Regions from separate parts of the Mus musculus genome. Here region 2 is linked to region 1. The links are chromatin contacts, called in public Micro-C maps. All regions are on one chromosome and are shown on one strand. Each heading gives the region's core, a stretch centred on a gene start, on an enhancer-like site or on the middle of the called end of the contact. The rest is flanking DNA. Distances are from core to core; before and after follow the strand shown. Region 1 overlaps Ldlrad3 (low density lipoprotein receptor class A domain containing 3). Region 2 overlaps Trim44 (tripartite motif-containing 44).

Region 1 (6,367 bases), core at 2,575-5,074:
AATTGTACAGTGCACCTTTGAACTTAACCTCTCCCCCATGGTGACCAGGGCATCTGAAGACAGGGCTCCCTCCCCCATCCTTCCCTCTCTCTCCCTCCAAAGCAGACTGCTAGGTCTTATCACCTCTCCTGTGCGAAATCTCAAATCTGCCTGTTTTGCTCCACAGGACTTGGCATTTGCCCTCCGTGTCCTTCATTTGGTTATAAAAGTGGAGGCCCAGCATGGTCTCTCAGGGCCAACCTTGGCCTCTGCCTACTACTGCCCATCACACCTGAAGCTGCTCTTTGTGTAAGTCTGACCACACGTGTCTGCTATGTGTTGCTGCTGCTGCTCTTAGGATGTAATGATTTCTGTGACATCACAACCCCCCAGGCCCTAGCCGAGCATCTGTGCACGGTGACTTAGGAATCTGCATTTGTCAAGCACCTGGCACAGAGCAAGGCCGAGCAAGGCAGTGCTAACTGTGTAAGATGGACCAGTGTTCTCGGGGGAGGCAGAGGAGGCTGCACTTACAGGGCTGAGCCCTATGGGGTGGGTGTTGATACAAGTGCTGATTAACTGTTTGCCTAGATACTGTATCACAAACAAACAGGAAATTAATTCTCCATCTTTCAATTCCCTTTCTGAGTTTAATTGCAAGCCATATAATTGGTCTCAATTTCCTTTAAATAAAAAGCCTTCTGCTATCAATATGTAACAGCAAGGAACTCCAGCTCTCTGCTACCTCGGATACTTCTCCTTCCTCCAACACATGGGGAAACAGCTGGACACATTCTGATATATTTTTGAAGGGCACTAAAACACCCCACCCAGACCTTCGAGGTAGCAAAAGCAAGGCAAGTGTGTGCTTTAGACACCTGCAGGCAGATGTAAAATGTAAGCGTGACAGGCAAGTGCGTCCAAGCATGGGCTTTGGAATGAGCGTGAATGTGTGACAAGCTGTGTGATCTTGGGCAGGGTGTGACCCTTCTGAACCTAAGCACCCCAATGTGTAAAGAGAAGGCAAGTTATATGGACGGCTATGAGTCAGACAAGGCGCAAGTGGGCGACCTAATTAAGAAGCCAGCGTGGTGACTCAGATGTGGTTAGAAGTCGAGGCACCGTCACCAATTTATTATCTCAATGCTGCTGTTGCTACTGCTACTTCTGATGTGAGGCCATAGAGCACGTCCGAAGCCTAAGCATCTCCAGGCAAACGGGGACGTGGCCTGAGTTTATGGCATAATAAGGCATCTAAGGCATCTGGCCTTATGCTTTTTCTTTTCTTTCTTTTTTTTTTTTTTTTTTTTTTTGGTTTTTTGAAACAGGGTTTCTCTGTATAGCCCTGGCTGGCTGTCCTGAAACTCACTTTGTAGACCAAGCTGGTCTTGAACTCAGAAATCGGCCTGTCTCTGCCTCCCAAGTGCTGGGATTAAAGGCACGAGCCACCACCGCCTGGCCCTGGCCTTATTCTTGAATTCAAGATTGTTGTTAAGCTTTTTATTCTCATAATAACTGAGGCTAGTTCACTTTTCTCTTACATATGGGGAAACGAAGGCACAGAGAGAGATATGAAAGGAACTCTCCCAGGATTAGACAGCATGTACTGTATAAATCCAAACATATCAGTGCAAAATCTCCTCCTCCCAAGTGCTACTTTATTTTCTGTGATTTTCAGAATAAATTATTCACAGCTGACCGTCTTTCAAACCTCCGCTCAGCCATCCCAGATCCATAGGCAAGCTTGCAGTCTTGTTAATGTTTAATGAATACAAATAAATCATAAAATAAAGATATTCCTTAAGACCTATATATTTAGCTCCTAATGGCTGTTTGTGTCTTCTTTGTTCAGATCAGGATGAGAAACATTCAGGAATCTAGCCTTTACTCATTTTTGGGTTTTTCTGAGATAGGGTATCATGTAACCATGCCAACCTTGAACTCCCTATGTGGCCAAGAAAGACCTTGAACTTCTGACGCTCTTGCCTCCATCTCCTGGGTGCTGGCTTCACAGACGTGGGCCTGGTTTATGGCAGCTGCTGAACAAACTCAGGGCCATAAGCTATGCAAGCAGTCAGTCTATCAACTGAGCTACGTGTCCAGGCCCTGGCCTTTATTTTTAAATGCAAATCTTTCTTTCAAAACACAAAAGAACTCTGCTTGGTATTAAGGAATACAATCAGATATAAAAATTTTCAGCAGTCACCAACAGAGATAATCACTACCGACAGTCCAGTGTTTTTTTCCCTCTGGCTGGCCCCTTAAATTTCTGTTTGCAGAGGGAAGCTCCCAGGACACATTGTGTAAGCACTGGACCTAGCTGTGGAATGGTTACAAGTGTCCAAATTATCTCAACTATCCTATGTCCTTTATATGTGAGTCCTTTGTGGACTGTGACTACACAGAGTTCTTTCTTCTTTCCAGTAGAAATTTAAGAGGAAACGAAAGACAGAGACATGCCATAGATTACCTAGAACACTGGCCTTACAGAGACTAAAGCCCAAATGGCAACCTAGTGCCCACCCCAGCATCTTATCACTGCACCTGTGGATGAAAGCAAAGTTGGAAGTCTGGCTAGATAACCCGCGTGTCATACCTTGCTGTCTAAATTTGACACAGCCTGCAGCCAGCTTTTCTGGAGATCAGCATTCACCCCCTAACCCCTACATTCTTGTATTGGGACATTCTGGAAGAGTCTATGATGGTACTGGCTGACAGGGTCTTTCCCATAGCTTCTTGACTTTAATGAGAAATCTGCCTACTGTGACTACATTGGGTGGTCCCTCTGGGTTACAGGGCAGCTTTGTTCTATGTAGTTTCAGCCTTGATTTAGGAACAGGAAACAGGGTGAATAGAGCCAATGGAGCCCAAGAGCAGATCCATGCCTCTCAGGGATGACGTGTGAATGCTCCGGCTTGAGGCCAGCAGATGAACTGATGTGCGGAGCCTGGAGCAAAGGGGAAAGAATGAGGGCATCCTAAGGAATCCGTGAGGCTCTATAGAGCAGAGCGCTAGGTTCCACATGCTCCTGTATGTGAGTCTGAGGAGAGGCACTGTGCGTGTCCACAGGGATACACTGACTGGGTTCCACGACACTCTATAAAGTGACCTCGTTTGTCTCTGGTTAGACATAAGCTATGGCTTCTCTGTCTGCTTCAAAAAAGAAGTGGCTTTCTGTCAGAGACTGACTGGGGACTACTGGAGAACACAGAACAGGATCATGGAGCTGCTCTGCTAGCCACAAGATTTATGAGGCGTGGGATTACCGTGCCCAGTAGGAAAACACTACTCTATCCACTGCACGTCTCTCTAAGCCCATGGAGGGGCACAAAGAGGGGCTTCCCACACCTGCACACTTCAATGCTAAGAGGAGGGAACAACCTGTGCTTGCTATGTCACCAGAAGAAGCCCCTCACGCCCAGCAGGGACCTCAGTGCACAGCTTACACGCCCCCCACTGGCCAGCTGAAGACTCCGTTTCCCCTTTTCCAGAAGTTGATTTGTCTGCCTCTTCCATCGTCAGTGACTCCCCAATCTGGGCTAACAATAATAATCTTATTAATGATGACAGTAATAGCAATTACCATCTGCTCAGGGCGCGCCGTGGGTCACTCTGTGCAGAGGGGACTTTCATGTATTAGTTAATTCACTGCTTAGCAACTCTGTGCTTATCTCTCTTTTACAGATGGGAAACGGAGGACAGAAAGAGGAAGTCTCCTGCCTACGGTCCCACAATCGACACAGGCAGTACAGCTGGGATCTGAACAGAGGCTCCAGCAGCCCATGCACAGAGCGCTTGCTCTCTGCTGCCTTTGTCTAAGACACACGAGGAGGCAGGCACACAGGTTCAACTGCAAAAGGTTCACGGTGAGGCAGGGCAGCCTGTGTGACCCAGGTGAGCAGGGCAGAGGTAGGAGCACCCGGAGAGGCCCTGAGGCAAGAGCATGGCGAGTCTGAGAAACAGAAAGGAGATTTTTCGCTGTGGGAGAAGTGGAGGTCACACGTAGCTGAGAGACTAAAAGGGCATTGTGTAGTTCACAGTGAAAAGTACGGCCACGGGGGCGGGGGAGTGATTTAGGTTTGCAAGCATTCGGACCTATATAAAGAAAAAGTGTGATGGTGAATGTTTATAGTCCCAGAAATTGGGAGGTAAAGACAGGAGGATTCCTGGGGTTCACTGACCAACCTACCCTGGGCGAACCAATGGGTGTTAGTTCTTCAGGAGAAAGGTAGGTAGAGTAAAAAGAATTTTTTACTCTGCTTCTCTTATTCATACATATATACATGTATGCATATATATGTATATAATATATATGTATACACACACACACAAATGCTACAAAATAAGTTTTAAAGAAAGAGTTCTGATTCTAGGACATGTGTTGAGATATCTAAACATCTGCAGAGCCCAATAAGGCATAGTTACAGCAGTCCCAACCTGGGTGGCTTCCATCAAGTAGCTAAGTCCCTGGCTGCATCTGTAAAACAGCAGCAATGATATCCAACTCATAAGGCTGTCATATTAGAAGATTTAAGGCCTCTTAGGATAGTGCCAGGGTCACAGGAGGTCTTGCTTTTACATTCCCTGGTAGACAGACTGTGCCCCTAAACTTCAGGTTACCCCACATATTCATTTGGATGTCTATTTGAGGGGAGGAGGTGAGCCTGATAAGGGTAGAGCTGAGAAACAGAAGGGATGAGGCAAAATTAATCTGTGATCAATACTGCTTGTGGCCATTATGGTGACAGGCAGCAGATAAACACATAAATAGAACCGAAGACCAGCTAACCCCGCCAGCTGTTGCCATCAGCCACTTTGCCCAATTACGCAGGCTGTCGCATAGCCTTCTATCATTAGGCACTCAGTGACATTTTATTTGTGGCTGTCCTCCTCCCTCCCTATTGTATTTAGTCGGCTTTCATCTGGGAAGGTCTAGCTAGCCTCACTCGAGGCTCTGACTTGCGGTAATTTAGAGTTAAGCATTATTTTATAGTCTATGTAAATAATGAGTTAGAAGCAGGCTGGATAAAAGGCAATGCCTGCTTCAGCCAGAGCCTCAGCAGACTGCGGGAGGCTGGGTGGCTGGCACAGACTCTCCCTTAGTCAGGTGCTTGGACAGAAACGGGCCTCAGTCTGGCTGGTCTCCCAGAAGATAAAACAACAGCTGAGCAATGGGCCAGTGTTTCTGGCTAAGGGTCCCCCTTCCCCCAATTTTCTACAATCCTACTCCCAATGATTCATCCCCGTTCTGTGACTACAAGCTTGGCCAAGCCACCTTTCTTTTTTATTTTTTAAAGAATTATTTATTTCTTTTATGTATAATAGTACACGGTAGCTATCTTCAGACACACCAGCAGAGGGCATTGTAGATGGTTGTGAGCCATCATGTGGTTGCTGGGAATTGAACTCAGGACCTCTGGAAGAGCAGTCAGTTCTTTTAACCACTGAGCCATCTCTCGAGCCCCAGTTTTTCTTACTAGAAACAGAGTTATTTCCTATTTCCACACCCCACTAGGCTAGGGCTTGACCACATGACTTGGCTTAGCCAAAGCATCTGTGGAATATGGTATGAGCAGAAAGTTAAGACATTCTTGAGCCAGCGTGCATACCTATCACTCTCCAAAGATGGACAGTGATACAGCGTGGAGGCAATGGAGGTAGGACAGAGCTGAGCCCGGTTTACAGACTGGAGCTACTTGTGGCAGAAAGGAGCCCTGCTACAGACTGGGTGCAACAGGCTGATAAAACATATACTAACACCCATTGGGGCTAGGAGTCCTAGGTCCTGCGTTCTATTCCCAGCAACCCCTCCCTTACTCAAAAGAGTAAAGAAAACAGAAAGGGGAAGCAAGTGCCTAGTGGTATGTGCTGCATATGGCCTGCCTGCCTGCCTGCCTGCCCACTCTGCTATGGGGTGGGGTGTAAGGAGAAGCAGCTGGGCAGGAAATGTTTTGTTCACCCATCACTTTCACTGGGTTATGGGTGTCTCTGTCTGGGGCTGGATCACCTGCATCTAAGCTGCTTCCTGCTTAACAATAGTCTTCACAACAGCAGCAAGCAAGCACACTACAACGAATGACTGCTGGGATGTGTTACAGGACCTACTCTACGGTCAGGTCAGTCTCCTTACCCTTATTTCAACAGTCACAATGAAAAATGGGACAAGTCTAGTTCCCATTTTAAAGAGAGACTGAAGTATGGGACTGTTCCCCCTTGAGTTATAAACAGAGCTGAATTGGGTCCCCAACCCCACGTTGAGCACCATTGCCTTGACAGCTACTCCCAGACTCCGGATGGATTTGGCAAAAGGTTCAACCCAACCCTTGCTTTCAACATCATCTTATAAGCCTGTACTTTCCTGTGTGCCCTTCCCACCCAAACCAGGCTG
Region 2 (7,262 bases), core at 3,126-5,625, 330 kb after region 1:
TATTAATTGGGTAGTGTTTCTATAAATGGATTACAATAAACATATGGTTCTGTTCTTGCTTTTCCACTTAAAAGATAGTGCTACTGACTGTGTCTTCATTTTTTATTACTTTTTACCACTTGCAGGATAATAAAGATATATCCCATTTATTCCTCTCATAAGAGAAATGTACAATTTTTAAATTTTTACTATTACAGACAACACAGAAATAAATATCCGAGGAATTACTCTTAATATTTACATGGGCGTCTTCTGAGACCTCTTAAGTCACTAAGCCATTTTATATATACTCTAAAATTATTGAGTGATGCTGCTAAACTACTTTCTGTAAAGGATGTAGCAATTATACAACCATCTGTGAAAGGAAGCATTTCTCTATAACCTTAATCAATACTGGTTAATATCACAGTTTTACATTTTTCAATATAGTAAGCAAAAAATGTTATTGTCTTATTTTACAACAACTATGCACCAAATATACACGCACACACCTGTAGCTGAGGCTGTATTAAAAACCTTCGAAAATAAGAACTTATAAATACTCCAAATCTTGACAATAACTATATTTTGCAAGCATGTTATTTTAAAAACTGTATTTTCTTGTTTTGCTTTGCTTTTTTTTGTGGTGCTGAGGATCAAACCAAGGCACTCACACATGCAGGGTAAACGGTCTACTACTGCGCTACACCCCCAGATCACAGGTGTTTTAAAATAACTATTCCTATGCACACCTGAGGAGGAGACAGGAGATGGTTTATTTGGTAAAGTGCTTGCTGTGTGAGCTCAAGGGCCTGGATTGTTAGTTCCAGCACTCACATAAAAAATGGGTGCAATGGTGTGCATTAGCAACCCCAGTGCTGGGGCAGGAGCAGAGGTGGCTGGCGCAGAGAAGACGAACAGACCTGGAGCTCACTGGCCAATGAGCATTAGAGAAAGGATAAGCTCCAAGTTCAGCAAAAGGTAGCATAGCAGCCCATCTGTAATTTAAAGGTTGGAAGGTGAAACTAGAATATAACTGTATCTGCAAGCTTTGAGTTCAATCGAGAAACCTTGTTTCAATGAATAAAGGAATGCAAGACTGAAAAAGAATTCTCATGTCAATGTTGGGCCTCCATTTGCATATACACGTGTCTATATACATGCAAACATGCACATACACAAGTTTGCACATTATATACAATACTCATGAAAAATTACATTTGAAAAAGAAAAATTAAGAGACATTGCACATCAACCTTTAGTATCTGCACAACTGCACATACATACACATGTAACACACACATGCACAGCACAATGAAGAAGTAGAACTACACATAACAGAAAAAAAGGACCATCAAAAAAGGGTGTGGGAAGAACAGGTAGTTACCAACTAAGTGAACTACTTTTATAGATAGGAAACAGACACTTATAGGAGAGGAAGAGAGTCCAATCTTTTTGGTCCCAGCCTGGTCCTTTTTTCATAGAAGTCTAGCAGGGGGAGAAATAAAACTGGGAAAAAAATGAAGGAAAAACCCGAGGAACAAAAAGCCTAAAAGTAGGTGAGGCCCTTTTTAATTAGCTCATTAGAAAGTGAATAAAGATTGGTGAGTTCTTAAGCAGCCTTTGTAACAATTCCATAAGGATGCCAAAGCAAAAGAATGCCTTTATGCCAAGTAGTCAGGGACACACCAACTGGTTAAGTGATCTAAGCCTCCAGAATTCAAAACGTCTCTACAGGTGCTCTCCCTGGTGCTTGAGAAAAGAGGAGGGGAAATCTTAAATAGTATTAATTTCCCTAATGAATTTACAAAATTGGGAACTAGGATTTGTGGTTACATGATTCTCTTATATTTCTATTGTCATGTATGTTAGTGCTGCTATAATAAGCATTATCAGTACATTTCTACTGTTAAAATAAACTGTTAACTGACCTCGACACTTCTCTCAGAAACCAAATCTATGAAGTTTTTACTAAGAAATGCCTGGTACTCTTTTTAAATATTTTTCAACTCCAAGTGACTGAAAATGGCAATCATGATATAAATGGACTGCGATCTATTTGACTAGACCTCACATACACATGTGGTTTAAAGTTAGGAAGCTGGTATCACAAGTGGGAAACTGGATCAGAGGAAAGGCAAATTAATCCTAAGCTTTAATAATTAAATTCCTCATTTCCTATTACTTTAAATACTTCTTCAACAAGACACTTCATCTTATATAAAGGAAGTAAAAAATAAGAGTAGAGAGCAGAATAGTCTATCAAGCCTTTATACTGTCCTCCGACTTCCATTTATATCATGTAACAGATAGATATTCTTCAACCTAGTTCAAAGTTCTGAGAAATAACTTCTGAGTCAAGGCCTTCACTTTACTTCAGAGCCTACGGAATAGCCTCCCTGGGAGAGGACATGCGGAAGGAGGAGTGTTCTGTACAAGACTTCCTGCTTTCTAAACCTCCTTCCAGTTCTATTTCACCTCATCATCGAAAATATCCTGCTAAAGCCACAGTTCTCAAAAAGCAATAAGCCCTTCATGCTGCTTCCTATTATCTGGAAACCTCAGGTTTTATTTCTGCATGCATTTCTTGGTGCTTTTTCAGCCTGCCCTAAAGTTCTCCAGAAATGTCAATAATAGTCTCACTATATGTGATGTCAATAAAAAGGGAAAATTCTACAAAGTCAAGGAAGAACGGTAGATACCCAGAATGGTGGAAGTGTGATCAGGAAGCTTCTTTCTAGAGAGGATCTACTAAACAGTCAAGCTTCTCCAAACAAACTGAGTGTGGAATCTCAGAGGCTAATTAAACCAAGATGGAACTACTTAATTAAGAGAAAATTATGTCCCCCTCCTTTGACGTACGTACTTACTAGGGCACTGAGTGTCTCCAGGAAAATGTTACCTGAGAGACTTGGTTCTTAACACAAAGGAAACTTAAAAGGAGCATGTTCTCTTTGGTCATCTGGTTTCCAATTTGCCAAAACCCTTAGTGCTTACTTTATGGACATAATCTTCTATCTGGTTACAGCTGCATTAGGGTGCAATGTTAATACTTAAACACAGCATTGTTTATAATTTGGAAACATTGGTGGTTATTTGTGTATGGTCAGAAAACAACAGTGAATATCTACAGGCAACCTTGTTTTATAGGTTAATAAGAGAAGCGCTGGGGAAGAACAGTCATAATGTCAAGTTTGGTCCAGTAACACATGTTTTCTGCTATAATATCTGTCTCTATTGATCACTTTTGAACTGCTCAAGGTCCTTCTAGATAATTTATTTGAGGCAGGTCTCTTCGTAGACCTGGCTGTTCTAGAACTCAAAGAAATCTGCCTGCTTCTACCTCCTGAGTGCTGGGATTAAAGGCATGCGCCATCACATCTAGCAATGGAGTTCTAGCATCTAGCAATTTTTACTGAGTTATTTCCATATTTAATAGGACAGTTCTCTTAAGGTCCCTTACCAGGATAAAGATTTTACATCTTAAAGATGTTAAATCTTATCCCATGACATATTATTATGTGCTTGTATTTAATATTTCTTAGCTAGACTAGATCCAAGAGGTATGTACACTGACACAGACACTTTACATACACATATTTGAACACATAAAATCTTGAATTAAGAAGCTTGTATTCAGCCAGGCGTTGTGGCTCACCCCTTTATTCCCAGTACTCAGGAGGTAGAGGCAGGCAGATTTCTGAGTTTGAGGCCAGCCTGGTCTACAAAGTGAGTTCCAGGAAAGCCAGGGCTACACAGAGAAGCCCTGTCTCAAAAAACCGAAAAAAAAAAAAAAAAAAAAAGAAAAGAAAAGAAAAGAAAAAAAGAAGCTTGTATTCAAAAACAATATCCACTCAAAGTATCTGACATGAACTAGAAGCTATTAACGCCTTGCTAGCTGAACTATAGAAGAGTAAGGTTTTATTTCCTTTTACTAATTAGAGAAGACATATTAAAAAGAACAATAATAATAATATATATGGCTTAATAAAGATGTACTCCTAAATAAATAAATATGTATTCCAGAGAAGTAGGCCTCTTTCAATGTCAAGATCACACAAGTCCATGTTTTCATATATGACTGAAAAAGCTTGTTTATGAATTAAACAACAAAGCATTTCTTAGGCTGGGAAAATTACCAAGCAGTTTAGAAACACAGCAGATGTGAACTCTGAACTACATTCCATCATCAACATTCTTAGTAAAGCCATTCCCATAACCTAGTTTTAAGCCTGACTTTCTTGGGTTTTGCACTGGGATGTTGAGAACATCTGAGAAGACGTTAAGTACAGTGATGTTTCAAGTCTTCGTGTAGGGATACAGCCCAGTAATAGAGTGCTTGTCTCTAATAAGCAGCATTACACAGCTGGTAACAACAGTAAAGCCAAAGATTCAGCTCTAGTCATCCTGTTCCAAAAGCAGTGACAACCGCTCCATGCCACATTCTACCCTGAAAACCCACAGGAGGAAGGTCAGAGACGCTGAATGTTAAGTCAGCCTTGCCTTTCACAACTGAACAACTAGCTGACTTTGACTGTCAATAAACATTTTAGAGACTCATTTTTTTCTTACAAAAAATAAACCCCAAATATAGTTTTCTTTTAAAATGATATAACTGTATAAACTGAAACCAATCCAGATTTGTCTCTGAACACATTTGATACCCAAATAAGCAGCTTCCCTCTTCAGGGGAATGGAGTACAAATCAGCAGTTGTGGTGACACGGCACAAATAAGAAGTATAGAAACCACAGAAGAACCTTTTCCTATGCTAATGCTGCCCATCAGTACCACCCATCTCTCCTAGCTTTAACCAAACTTTATCAAGACATGTAATACATGCAGCCCTTTCTTCCCCACCATTAAGGAATACATTAGTCACCAATTTCATATTGCTTCCCACTGAACTGTCTATAGAATTGGAGCTATGCCCTTAGTCTGAATTCTTTCACAATTGTGACACTTCTCTAGCTCCCTCATTACCAACTTCATCTTGGCAATGCCACACATTATTCACACATCACTATGATTGAGAGTTTTCAACCCTGCACCACTGGCATTCAGAGGTAGTAATTCCTTGCTGTTGGGAGATGCTAAGGCATTGTATGATGGCCAGCAGTATCCTCCCTACCTCAGCTGTGGCAATCAAGTGTCTGGACATTGCTGCAAGTAATGAGAAGCACTAGACTCTGCTTTAGCAATTTCATCCCATCTTTGGAATGCAATTATCACAACCTTGGAGAAGGCCCTTTACGCCTGGATTTTCTCTCCAGGCAACCCATCTTAGTGTTCCTCTTGACGCATGACCCTCTCTATCTGGGTACTTTTCTAGTACTTAAAGCCTCACACTTCAAGCTGAATCACCACTAACTCCTCCTTACCATGCCTACGTTTTGCACACACACACCCCAGTCTTTCTTGTGTTAAGGACTATCAGAAGCTCGATGTGTGTATTTCTTCAGTTAGCCATCACACTAGGTACCTCACTGTGAGGAAGCTATCATTTTATTTAGTTTACAGATGAAGAAACTGAGGTAAGGAAAGAAATTAACTCTGCCCCAAGTAAATGGCTGGAGTTCAAATTTGCATAGTCTGAGTACATAATTTGCCTTCTATCTATCTTATTTTTCCATAAAACGCTGATGTGCCCTCCCACCTCTGTTCAAAGTAAGGGCATTTAGGCAGGCATCCAGGATACTCGCACTAGTCAGTTTTATTTTCTTCTCCTCCCTCCTAATCTCTGGGTCTTACATACAGTGGTAGGCAGCTGGTTCTGAATGAAGCCACACTACCCTTACCTTCTACAGTACAGCTGGCGGTGTCTCCTCCCTATGAAAACCCCCTACTCTCTTTAGCATTCCCTCCAGTGGGTTTCAGTAGACACCCAGACCCACACTTCAGCCCTCCAGTTCAGCCCCCCCCCCCTGCCTATTCTATTTTAGCCCTTTAACTTAATCCCATCCCTGCCCATGACCAACTCTCTAAAAGTTCTAAGTCACAGGGCATTTGATGTGAGCCCATACTTAGAATCCTACTGTACTTTCAACCATGTCTTAAATCTTTACTCATGTCTCCTTGGCCCTGAATTCTTAGCTATCTGACCTTGACTTCCAATGTCACCTTTGAACCTTTCAATCTTAGTGACTATATATAGTCCCCAATCTCACCACATGAGAAGCAAAACCTTAGCTTTGATAGTTTTCATCTGATTTATATCTCTAACTTTTCAAAGCACATTCTCATGGACAATAACCCAAAAATTCAATCAAAAGTAGTCCATCCTTCCTCTAGTATTTACTGCTTCCCTAACCTGTGAATTCTCGTTTTTGAGCCCTGAGTTTTAAAGCTTTCTTGCATCTGGCACTTTGCTTCTTCCTCTTTCCCAGAGCTCTCCTTCCTCAACATAAACATGCCCTGTGTATCCGTATCAGAGGCCAATGTGGCTTGGAGGTTCAGGTACCTGACAAGGCCTGATAAGCACATGAGTGAATCTGCTGATGAAATTGAGAAGTGAAGAGCACTGTCCACTCCAGGCAGCTGAGAAACAGTCACTGTCAAAGCAGCCTTTAGTGAGAGACATGAACATCTAACCACTATGGATGCAGCATTTCTGCCAAGCATCTTCTCCTTGTGGGACTGCTTGTCCTGTTGTCAGCTGCTGTGACTTTATTATCTTGACAACTTGATGTGTAAGCCAGTGACATACACTGAAATGGATGCAACACCAAACAGTTCACAGGGGATGCTGTGTTCGCACTGACTTGACATTGACAGTTGCTCTTAAGATGCTTCTTTCTCTCTTTGCCTGACCCCAGAATAGTAAGAGAGGCCACAGTCACAAACTGCTGAGCATCACTTCTGAGGGTGACCTGCACTACGGGAATATAAAAGTAGACAGTCTCGAGAGACATGTGGGACCTATAAAAACTAAGAAGAGTGCTTCTATCCTAGTCTGTCTTGTTTTCCAGTTTCTGCTCCACCTGAACACAGCATAAACTAGAGAGACAGCTACTGGTAATGAAGTGGGAGGTAGAAAATGACACTACAAGTTTGTGGGCACAGAATTTATACTATTTTTGAGCATGTTACATTTGCATAGAGAAAGAAGGCCTATTCTATTTGCTGAAGACGAAAAAGGACTCAGCTCTTAACCCAGGTCCAGAAAGACAAACACCACATGTTCTCTCTCATATGTAGATCTTAGCTTGAATTTTTAGTTGTGTGTGTATAATTTATTAATATCTATGGAGCTCAGGAATCTAAAAGGATACCATGACTGGGTAA

What was found. A called contact is a pair of places that touch in the nucleus more often than the background predicts.
Region 2: a contact with region 1 is called in a Micro-C map of the G1E-ER4 cell line, with 5 times the contacts expected there. The contact joins two enhancer-like sites. A contact is called at or near these places in 4 of 39 promoter capture datasets (the C10 cell line, the HPC-7 cell line, cranial neural crest and 1 more), 1 of 484 Hi-C or Micro-C datasets (the G1E-ER4 cell line), 1 of 115 datasets of contacts at active chromatin or transcription factors (bone marrow-derived macrophages) and 1 of 9 other capture datasets (embryonic stem cells).

What each region holds. Positions count from the first base shown.
Region 1 is chr2:102,033,612-102,039,978 of GRCm38.p6, forward strand. All of the region lies in intron 4 of Ldlrad3 (low density lipoprotein receptor class A domain containing 3), which reads right to left. Among named protein-coding and RNA genes, the nearest start is that of Gm39888, 45 kb to the left of the region's middle. Within about 2 kb of position 3,825, at least 159 of the 459 cell types and tissues checked have an H3K27ac peak or open chromatin away from gene starts, as enhancers often do. A contact at or near this core is called in the G1E-ER4 cell line, where this site is marked.
Region 2 is chr2:102,358,341-102,365,602 of GRCm38.p6, forward strand. The region is part of intron 2 of Trim44 (tripartite motif-containing 44); the gene reads right to left. Among named protein-coding and RNA genes, the nearest start is that of Gm52521, 4.3 kb to the right of the region's middle. Within about 2 kb of position 4,376, at least 10 of the 459 cell types and tissues checked have an H3K27ac peak or open chromatin away from gene starts, as enhancers often do. A contact at or near this core is called in the G1E-ER4 cell line, where this site is marked.